Linked DNA regions of Mus musculus: region 1 is linked to region 2. A link is a contact called in public promoter capture Hi-C data. All regions are on one chromosome and are shown on one strand. The core of a region is the stretch at or near the end of the contact, and the rest is flanking DNA. Distances in the headings are between cores, read along the strand shown. Region 1 overlaps Gabbr2 (gamma-aminobutyric acid (GABA) B receptor, 2). Region 2 holds the start of Gabbr2 (gamma-aminobutyric acid (GABA) B receptor, 2).

The links. Promoter capture Hi-C pulls out the DNA fragments that hold promoters and counts their contacts.
Region 1: a promoter capture Hi-C map of liver shows a contact between it and region 2, with 5 times the contacts expected there. The contact joins the enhancer-like site here to the promoter of Gabbr2 in region 2. A contact is called at or near these places in 6 of 39 promoter capture datasets (the 3T3-L1 cell line, embryonic stem cells, hippocampal neurons and 2 more), 9 of 484 Hi-C or Micro-C datasets (the G1E-ER4 cell line, cerebellar granule neurons, cerebral cortex and 3 more), 9 of 115 datasets of contacts at active chromatin or transcription factors (bone marrow-derived macrophages, embryonic forebrain, embryonic stem cells and 4 more) and 2 of 9 other capture datasets (adipose tissue and pancreatic islet).

What each region holds. Positions count from the first base shown.
Region 1 is chr4:46,891,811-46,896,203 of GRCm38.p6, reverse strand. All of the region lies in intron 1 of Gabbr2 (gamma-aminobutyric acid (GABA) B receptor, 2), which reads left to right. It overlaps Gm32135 (a long non-coding RNA gene), which reads right to left. Exons shown (of 3, transcript XR_881234.3): 3 at 1-675. Among named protein-coding and RNA genes, the nearest start is that of Gm32135, 12 kb to the right of the region's middle. Within about 2 kb of position 1,808, at least 13 of the 459 cell types and tissues checked have an H3K27ac peak or open chromatin away from gene starts, as enhancers often do. A contact at or near this core is called in cerebellar granule neurons, hepatocytes, liver and 1 more, where this site is marked.
Region 2 is chr4:46,990,017-46,994,607 of GRCm38.p6, reverse strand. Gabbr2 (gamma-aminobutyric acid (GABA) B receptor, 2) reads left to right here and starts at 2,894. Exons shown (of 19, transcript NM_001081141.2): 1 at 2,894-3,500. The coding sequence starts at 3,183.

The DNA of each region.
Region 1 (4,393 bases), core at 559-3,058, 97 kb after region 2:
AGGTCCTGAGGCCATCCTTGGAAGAGCCTGCCATCTTTAGATATTCCCAAGGTATAGATTGCCCACACGTGTTGAGTAAATGAACTCTTTTAACCCTCATACTAACCCTTTGAGGTAGACATTTATGATTCTTGAGGTGGCCTGGCACTGAAGCAGGGAGACTCAAGGGTCTGACAAGCTTGTCCATTTGGGGGATTTGCACTTGAGACTTGGTTTAGAGCCTGGTCCTTCACCTTTATGTGTGAGGGAGATGGGATGAAGTTTGCTGTGCTGTGTTCTTTTGGCTCCCCACCTCGGGATTGTTCAGGGCCAGACACAGGAGGTCACCTGACTCAGAAAGACTAGAGAAAGAGCAAATACAGACTCAACCAGCTGCTGTGGCAGAAGTCAGATGCCCTCATAGGAGTTTGAGGACCTGGGGCTGAGAAAGACATGTTTGGGAGAGCCCACCCATGCCAGAAGACTGGAGCATGCCTGTGGCCTGCTGTGTGGGCTCCGGGCAACCGCTTCCTTCTCAATGCAAGCTTTCCCATCAGCTCAGCCTTCAAGGCTCCTTCTCAGGTTCGGCCCACAGGAAAGCAGTCCATTTCGCTTGCCTGCGTAAAGTGAGTTGGTTCTATCTTCATTTCTCTTTACTGCTAGGTCAACGTCTGCTTAGAGAAATGCTCTCCTGACCTGGAGGAGAAGAAGAGTTATGTCTGCACTCCGGCCCCAGGCGATGGGGAGGAGCTGCTCTCTGCCCATCCCTCAGGCTGGGAGACAGGCCCCGTGGCTTGTGTTTGATGAACTGTGGTGAAACATACACAAAATTCACCATTCCAGCTATTTTTTTAAGTGTAAATCCAGTGGCATTTCATCATGCCCTTGTGTCTCTGTCATTGGCATCTGCCCCCTCAACTTATCATCTTCCCACCCTGAAACCCCGTTCTGGCAGGTGTCTTGATCAGTGGCCTGTGGGCCCCACACAGCCCAGAATAGCTTCAAACCTATCCCAATTCAAACCCACAAACTTACTTCAAACAATACAAGGTGTGTGTGTGTGTGTGTGTGTGTGTATGTGTGTGTGTGTGTGTGTGTGTGTGTGTGTGTGTGTGTGTGTGTTTGGAGTCTGGTAACCTAAGTGTGTGGCTCTCCAACATCAACTTTACCGATGATGGCTTTGTGTCCTAGCATCGGCAGGTTGTATAGGTCTGCAAGAGAAACTCCAGCTCTAGCTCCCATTTCCCTGCTGTTGCCAGGACTCTAATGGCCAGACACAAGTGGACTTAGACAGACCTTCCTTTTTGTATCTGTCTTATTCCACTTCCTGCTTGCCCTCCCCCTTCTATTAAATTGCAAGAATTTCCAAATTTTTTGAGGCTCAAGGGTAGATCCGTTAAACCTAAGGAGAAAACCAAGCAACAGTCTCAGAGTGAAGTTGCTACTTGGGGAAGCACTATCTATCTTTCTCAGCAAGAAAAATGAGAAAATCCTGGAGTGCCTGCCTTTCTCCTTGGAGGAAGTCCCGGGAGACCGTGGCAGGTGTTTATGGGGCAGTAAAGACTGAATCTCCTTGATCTTGGACTTTCCAGACTCATAACTGGAAAATAAGTGTCTGCTGTCCATATGCCACCCAGCCCATGGTATTTTGTCCCAGTGCCTAAATGGACAAAGACAGTACATTATCCTCTGACTACTCCTTGGCTCCTCTTCTCCCCGTGCACTTGGGCTCTGACGTCTTCCCTCTGTTTGCCCAAAGCCTGGCAGAGCTCGGCTGGAAGGAGATGTTCTGCCGATGCCTAATTCATCAAACTGAACAAACATGGCACTGGTGGCTGGCTGAGGCTGCCGGGCTGGCCGCACACAGCCCCCCAGTGGCTAGGCCTTCTGCCCTTGTCAGCTTCCCGCCATGGTGACGAAATGCTGGACGTGGACTACTTATGAAATGGAGAAGTGTTTCTAGCTCATAGTCTTTTGAGTCTCAAAGTCCAAGTTCATTCATGCATTAGGAACACTGGTGTGTGCCCTCTGGTGAAAGGAGAAAATGGCAGCACACTGAGATGACAGCATACTTAGGAATAAAGGGTCCCCCTTCAGATCTGAGCAGAGATCAGGGTGACCCAAAACCTGTTTGTTGTTTGTTTGTTTTTTTACCAATTCTTGCATTAGTTAATTTGCTCGCTTCTGTGATCAAATTCCTGTCTAAAGCAACTTAAGGGATGGCTAGCTTATTATTGTTTGTGATTTGAGGGGGCATAATCCATCCTGGTTGGGGGCAGTGGCAGGGGTGTGAGGTGGCTGGTCATGGAGCATCCCAAGTCAGTATGCTGGTTTGTTTTTGTCAACTTGAAACATATCTAGAAATATCTGGGGAAAGAGAATCTCAATAGAGGAATTGTTTTCATTTTACATGATAATGATACCTAAAATTAATGACTGATGTGTCCAGCCCATGGTGGGCCACTGCTGGCCCTGGACAGGTGATCTTGAGTTGTATAAGAAAGTAGGCTGAAGCCGGGTAATGGTGGCACACGCCTTTAATCCCAGCACTTGGGAGGCAGAGGCAGGCGGATTCCTGAGTTCAAGGCCAGCCTGGTCTACAGAGTGAGTTCCAGGACAGCCAAGGCTACACAGAGAAACCCTATCTCAAAAAAAAAAAAAAACAAAAAACAAAAAGAAAGAAAGAAAGAGAGAGAGAGAGAGAGAGAGAGAGAGAGAGAGAGAGAGAGAGAGGGAGGGAGGGAGGGAGGGAGGGAGGGAGGGAGGGAGGGAGAGGGGAGGGAGGGAGGGAGGGTATATATATATATACATATATATATATATAGAGAGAGAGAGAGAGGAAGAAAGAGAGAGAGAAAGCAAGCAGGCAGAGCATGCCGTGGAGAACTTTAAAGATGTAAGTCGCATTGCTCTATGGTCTCTGCTTTAGTTCCTGCCTTGAGTTCCTGTCGTGAGCTCTTGCCTTGGCTTCCCACCACGATGGGCTGTATGCTGTAAGCCAAAGAAACCCTTTCCTTCCCAAGTTGCTTTTGGTCGGTGTTTGAACATGACAATAGAGAAGCAAACTGGTGTATTCGGGAAGCAGAATGCTGGTCCTCATATGACTTTCTCCTTTTTGTTTAGTCCAGGGGCTCAGCCCTTGAAATGGTGCTGGGGCCTTTCCACCTCCTCTACCCAGCCTAGGAAAACACTCACAAGTGTGCCAATAGGATTGTTTCCCTGGTGACCCAACAAGCAATATCAAACATCACAATCTCCTTGTGAGGGACACCAAAAAGCGTCCCCAAAACTAAGAGTACACTCAGTTACTCAAGGACCTCCCGTAAGACCCCACTTCCCAGAGGTTCCAGAGAACCTCTGAGCTCCATCCCTTTGGTGACTAAGACTTCGGTTATGTTCCTTGTGGAATACTCCTCTCCCCCATACCCCGCAACATCCCAGCATTCCTTGTTTGTCTTCACCAAATGGAAATAGAGGAATATGCAACCTAGGCCAGAATTTAGACAGCCAGCCCAGGGCCTGCATCTCCCCTGCCTTCCTGAAGCTGCTACCCTTGAAGAATCACTGGTCACCTGTCAAACGTCTGCCACAGGACTATACCCCTAATCTCAAACAATCCCGTGTCTAGAGTCCTCCCACCTCTCCCAGTAGAGTTGTTCCTGTCTATTCACTGTTGGTGTAGCTAGCTGGAAACTTCCCTGCCTTCATTCCTCCGCAGGAGGTGTGGGGTGCCCTAAGTTAAGTGTTCAGCCTTCTCAGGCAATGTTTTGTGGGCTTCAGGACCCCTTAGTAGGATGGGGGTAGGAGATGGGCCAGAGTCCTGGCATCTAGATGACAGAGATGCCTTAGGGAGCTTGAGTCTGAAGGCGGGATGCTGAGATCTGAGATCCCCTATGACTTCAGTGGGCCAAGCACAGAACCTATGGAATCAGGAGCTGTGGAATGGCATTGAGAAGCAGTCAGAAAGCTGGGGGCCAGGAACTCACCAATTGGGCAGGTCTTGGGAAGCAGCTACCTTACAGTAGCTCCTACTACAGAGAGGAGAAGGGTCTGTGACAGGCCCAGAAGAACCAGAAGTTCTTCTGGTTGCAGGGTAGTGTATCAGTCACCCAACCCCGGTACATGGAGCTGGGGAAAGGCTGCCTGTCCTGAGCTGGAAGACAAGTGAGGCACACAATAAATTCCATCTGGAATTCTGGGAGGGAGTGATGGAGAGAAGGGAGGAAGGAGGGAGGGGTCCAGGGAGGGAGGGAGATAGTCCAAGGAATTAGCATGCAGGCACACAGAGGTTTCAATCTATATCCCATAGCAACTACCCCTCATCTTCAAGTCAGTGTGCCTTGTAAATGGCTGAGCACGAATCTTGGGCTTTCGAATAAACCAGGAACAGCTCTCAACAAAATACCAGTGATGA
Region 2 (4,591 bases), core at 1,645-4,144:
AGAAGGATACGTCTGTTAGGGAAGAGCCGGGCATTCCTAACTCTCCAAGGTGGCAGAGGATTCCCAGCCTAATAGAGCCAAACAGTAGACAGTGGGGTGGTTACCGTCCTGGGTCAGAATCTTGCTCATAGGGAAGGATGCTGTGCTCCCTGGTAGGTCATGGACCACAGAGTTCACAAGTCCCCACAAAGCCAGTGAGGGCTATCTCGGAATGGCCAAGCTGGGATTTGGAGACACATTGCTATTTGTAGGAGAGCATGAGGATGAAAGGATGATGGAGAAAGCAGGGCGTGGGAAGGCCACGAGACTTTAGCATCGCAGCCCCTGCTAACCCTGACTCCCCCTGGATCAGGAGAGGTACCCGGGGGCTCTGTTGGCTTTCTCATAAGGAGAGGACTACATCAAGTGTCTCACAGTCCTGGAACTTGGCCAGTGCTTTTTATTCCCATTAGTAATAAGAACAACGGCTGCTCCAGCCATGGCCACCTCCCCTGCTTCTACCCTGACTCTTGCCATGAACTGAGCATAATGGCTGGTGTGCCTGCCTCTGCCCTTTCCTGGGCCTAATGGATCTTTATTCAGCTGCCAGAGTAGCCTGGTCCAGTGGCTCAGACCGTGGCAGTGTGCTGTGGCTCTCCATTCCGCCAGTGCAGCCAATGTCCTCCCAGCACCGGGGCCCTGGATGATCACTCTGGTTTTGATCTTGGCTCATACTGCTCTTTCCCTCATTCACTCATTTCCCTCAGCCACCCTGGCCCCTGACTGTCCTCAAGCCTACCGTTCTCCCTCCTGCTCCTTGTCCTGGGCCCTTTCCTCTCATGGGACACTGTCTTTCTGTCTTAGCTCCCTTAAGCCTCTGCTAAGGAGTCACTGTAGTGAGCACTTCCCAGACTCCCTGTTTTGCATCTTAGCCTGACCTCACCTGTCTCAGTTCTCTTTCCTGATGTATTGACCTCCAATGGGTTTTCCCTCACATCGGAACCCTGAAATGCAGTTCTTCCTAAATACTGTCTCTTTTCTCAACCAGAACAGCAACTCAACAGGGACAATGGCTGGAGTTGCTTTCTTCAGTTCCTTACCTTCCTGGCAAACATGGAGGAGAGTCTCCTAAGTAGAATATAGCTAAGTGGAATGGCTAGTAGCTGAAAGCAGCCCAGCTCCACCTATACAAGAGCAGGGATTCCTGGCTAGTGATTGAGGCAGGCAGGGACTCAGAACTAGGAAAAACACCAAGGTTCCAGTTACCCACAGTGGAACTCAAGATCAGGGCAGAAACTGGGAGCCAGAATGCCCAGACAAGCAAAGTGAGGCATGAGGTCAGAGTCTGGCCTGGAGCCAAGCTGGTGGGCAGGGAGATGGGTCTCCTCCTGTCAGTGAGACATCTTCTAGAATGTCTGGGGTGACTATTACCTCTAGACTATTTTTTTGGCTGGAAGATGGGGGTGCTTGGATGAGCTGTGCTCTTGTACAAAACCTTCAGCCGAGAGGGGAGGAATTATAGCCGCCTAGAAAGTGGCTATGCGGGCAGGCGCCCTGGCTGATTTGGCCTCAGGGTCTCTGGAGCTGTCCAAGGTACTGCCGTCCTCAATTCAGCCTGGGCTCTATCTTCCAGGTTTCCTCCGGGTTTCCTGCCCAGCTCCAAATATGCAGACTCCATTTAGATGACCCATTACAAACTGTGTGGAGGAACGGGATCTAGAGCTACTGAGAGCACCGTGGCCTCCATGTCCTCCTTTTGGAAGGGCTTTCCAATATCAGGGGTGCATAAGAGTCCTTTGTGGCTGTGCATTCTGCTTCCCCTGTATTAGCTGTATATTATCGATCAGTGTATTCTTCTGTAAAACGGGAATGATAGACCCACTGTACTAAGCGTATACGGCTGTTTTGAGGATACATCAGATATGTCAGGTAGCAAGCAGTTAGTGAAGGTTAAATTCCCACCCTTGTTACAAGGTCGTGCTTTTGGTCCACAATGCTTGGATGGGCTGTTTTATAATGTAATGTAATGTATCCTTGTACTAGTCAGGCTTTGGGATGTTGTAGGTTAGTGCTCACAAGTGCCATGATTCACAGGGAGGCACAGAGGGGTTACTCAGGTTCATCTTGTCCAGGACTACTTTGCCTGGGGTTATCCAGTGTGTTTATACCACCTGGGAGACAGAATGAGCCAAGTCCAGGCTGTGCTTCTTGGGACTGAAGACAGGGTTCCCACCCAGGGGAGAATTTTAAGGCGGGGCCCTCTGGGACTGGGGACACCGGGAGGTCAAACGCCTGGAGGAGGCGGTAGTACTCATAGGTCTCCTATCCCAGCCCTGACCTGGGCTTGGCAAAGGACTCCAGACTGGATCAAGGGTCCCAGGTTCCCTGGTAGCTGGCACAGGAGAGCGCAGGCTGCTGGTGCCCCTAGGACACCTTTGTAGAACGTTCGTTTCCTCGACTCGCCCGCCCAGACCTGGGAGAAGCAGTACCCAACCACCTTGCAGGTGCTACAGGAAGCGCAAGGCGAGGCGCCCGCGTCCCCCGCGCATAGCAGCTTCGATTCCCCCGAACGTGGGGCTCTGGAGCTCAGTCCCCGGCGGCGGGGTCAGCCGGCCGCAGCAGCCGGCGCGGCGCAGCGCCCGGGGCGCGAGTGTGCGTGTGCCGGGAGCACGGCCCTCCCCGCGGCAGCCGCAGCGCCGGCGCCTCCCCCTCCCCCGGCGCGCACGGCCCGTCCCTGTCCCCGGAGGCGGCCCGAGCCGCCGCTCAGCAGCCTTGCCTTCGCCTCCCGAGCCTCCTGCCGCCCTCCCTCCCCTGGCCGGGCTCCAGGGTCCGACGTCCCGCGGCTCCGAGCAGGAAAGAGCTGCGATCGCGCACGGAGGCGGGAGGAGGCGGCCGGGTGCGGGGCGGCCGCGCTGGAGAGAGGCGCGCGGAGACTCGGCCCCCTCGGCGCTCGCTCGCTCGCTCGCTCGTTGGCTCCCCGCCTCCCGCACTCCGCTGGCTCCCACCCCTTCCCGGCGTGATTGATCCGTCACGGGCGCCGCCGCCGCCGCCGCGGCCGTTCTGAGCGAGCAGAAGCCGGAGCCGAGCCGGGGCCCGTGCCGGCGCCATTGCGCGGGAGCCGCGGGCAGAGCTCGGCGCCGGGCGGCGGGCCGGGCCAGGCCATGCGGGCCGAGTGAGCTGGCGCCCGCAGCCCGCGGCGCGGCATGGCTTCCCCGCCGAGCTCCGGGCAGCCCCGGCCGCCGCCGCCACCGCCGCCGCCCGCGCGCCTGCTGCTGCCCCTGCTGCTGTCGTTGCTGCTGTCGTTGGCTCCCGGGGCCTGGGGCTGGGCGCGGGGCGCCCCCCGGCCGCCGCCCAGCAGCCCGCCGCTCTCCATCATGGGCCTCATGCCGCTCACCAAGGAGGTGGCCAAGGGCAGCATCGGGCGCGGCGTGCTCCCCGCCGTGGAGCTAGCCATCGAGCAGATCCGCAACGAGTCACTCCTGCGCCCCTACTTCCTGGACCTGCGACTCTACGACACCGAGGTAAGTGTCCAGTGACCCATGCCGTCGAGGCTGGGGGCGTCGAGGAGGGACAGAGCCGTGATTGTCTCCTCCTCGCTGGCTGACCGCGTACTGGGTCCATCAGGGTCTCACTGGGCTTGGCTGGAGCAGGTGGGACCCTGATCTGTGAGCACCTTCCACCTCTGTGTGGGTGTGGAATGGGGGTCTCCTTTGACCAGAGGAGGAGTTAGAGATGTGAGAGGTTGGACTCCCAGAGGCCTGCGCCGGTTGCCCCTGTCCGGTGCTGCTCCTAGGGTTGTCAGGTGCCAAGTAAGAGGAACACGCACACTGATTACAAACTGGGCCAGCCACAGCTGGACAGGCTATGGGGCCTATTCCCAGACCCTAAAAATTCCAAGCCGCCCTTTTAGGGCTAGAGGGCTCCAGGACCCTCGGGGGCCAAGCTTCGGGCAGGACCGATCCTGTGGTGCACTTCTGCAGCTCAGGGCTCGCGCGCGCCACGGTCAGCCTCGGAGCCCGGAGGGTTCTGCAGCGCTGCTGCCTGGATCTGTCCAGCGCTGGCAGTAGCTGGAGCAGTTTTGGGAGACTCCCCTTCCCCCTCTCCCCGCCTTGGGTTAGTTGCTCATAGAGTGGCTTGACAGGTCTAGCCCGGGACGTGTGGTGGTGTCCGATCGCGCTTCCACTTTTGTTCAGCAGCTGCTAACACCGCTGAGCAGGTGCACACTTGAGGCGTTCGTGTCGTGGGAGCCTAGACTTGGAGTGTGGCAGAGGGTTCCCCTCTGGCCTTCTTTTCTGAGCAGAGCTGGAGAACCAAGACCTTTCCATCCCAAACCCCGATCTCACGCCCTCATGTCTAGGTTTCCAAGGAGCCTCAGCTCAGACCCTGACTGCCCACTCTGAGGCTAGGACGAAGAGAGGGCCTGGAAGAGCGATCAGGAATAAGGACGGGTTTGCGAGTTTTTCCGGACCCAGGGAGCCCCTACTCTCCGGTCCGCAGCCTCGAGAGATAAGATTCGGCCTGAAGGGGGCAGTGATTTCCTTTACTGAGAGCTCTGTTGGCGCCTCTTGCATCTCTCCCAGCAAAGCCAGGGCGAGCTCTGGACCCTTGCTTC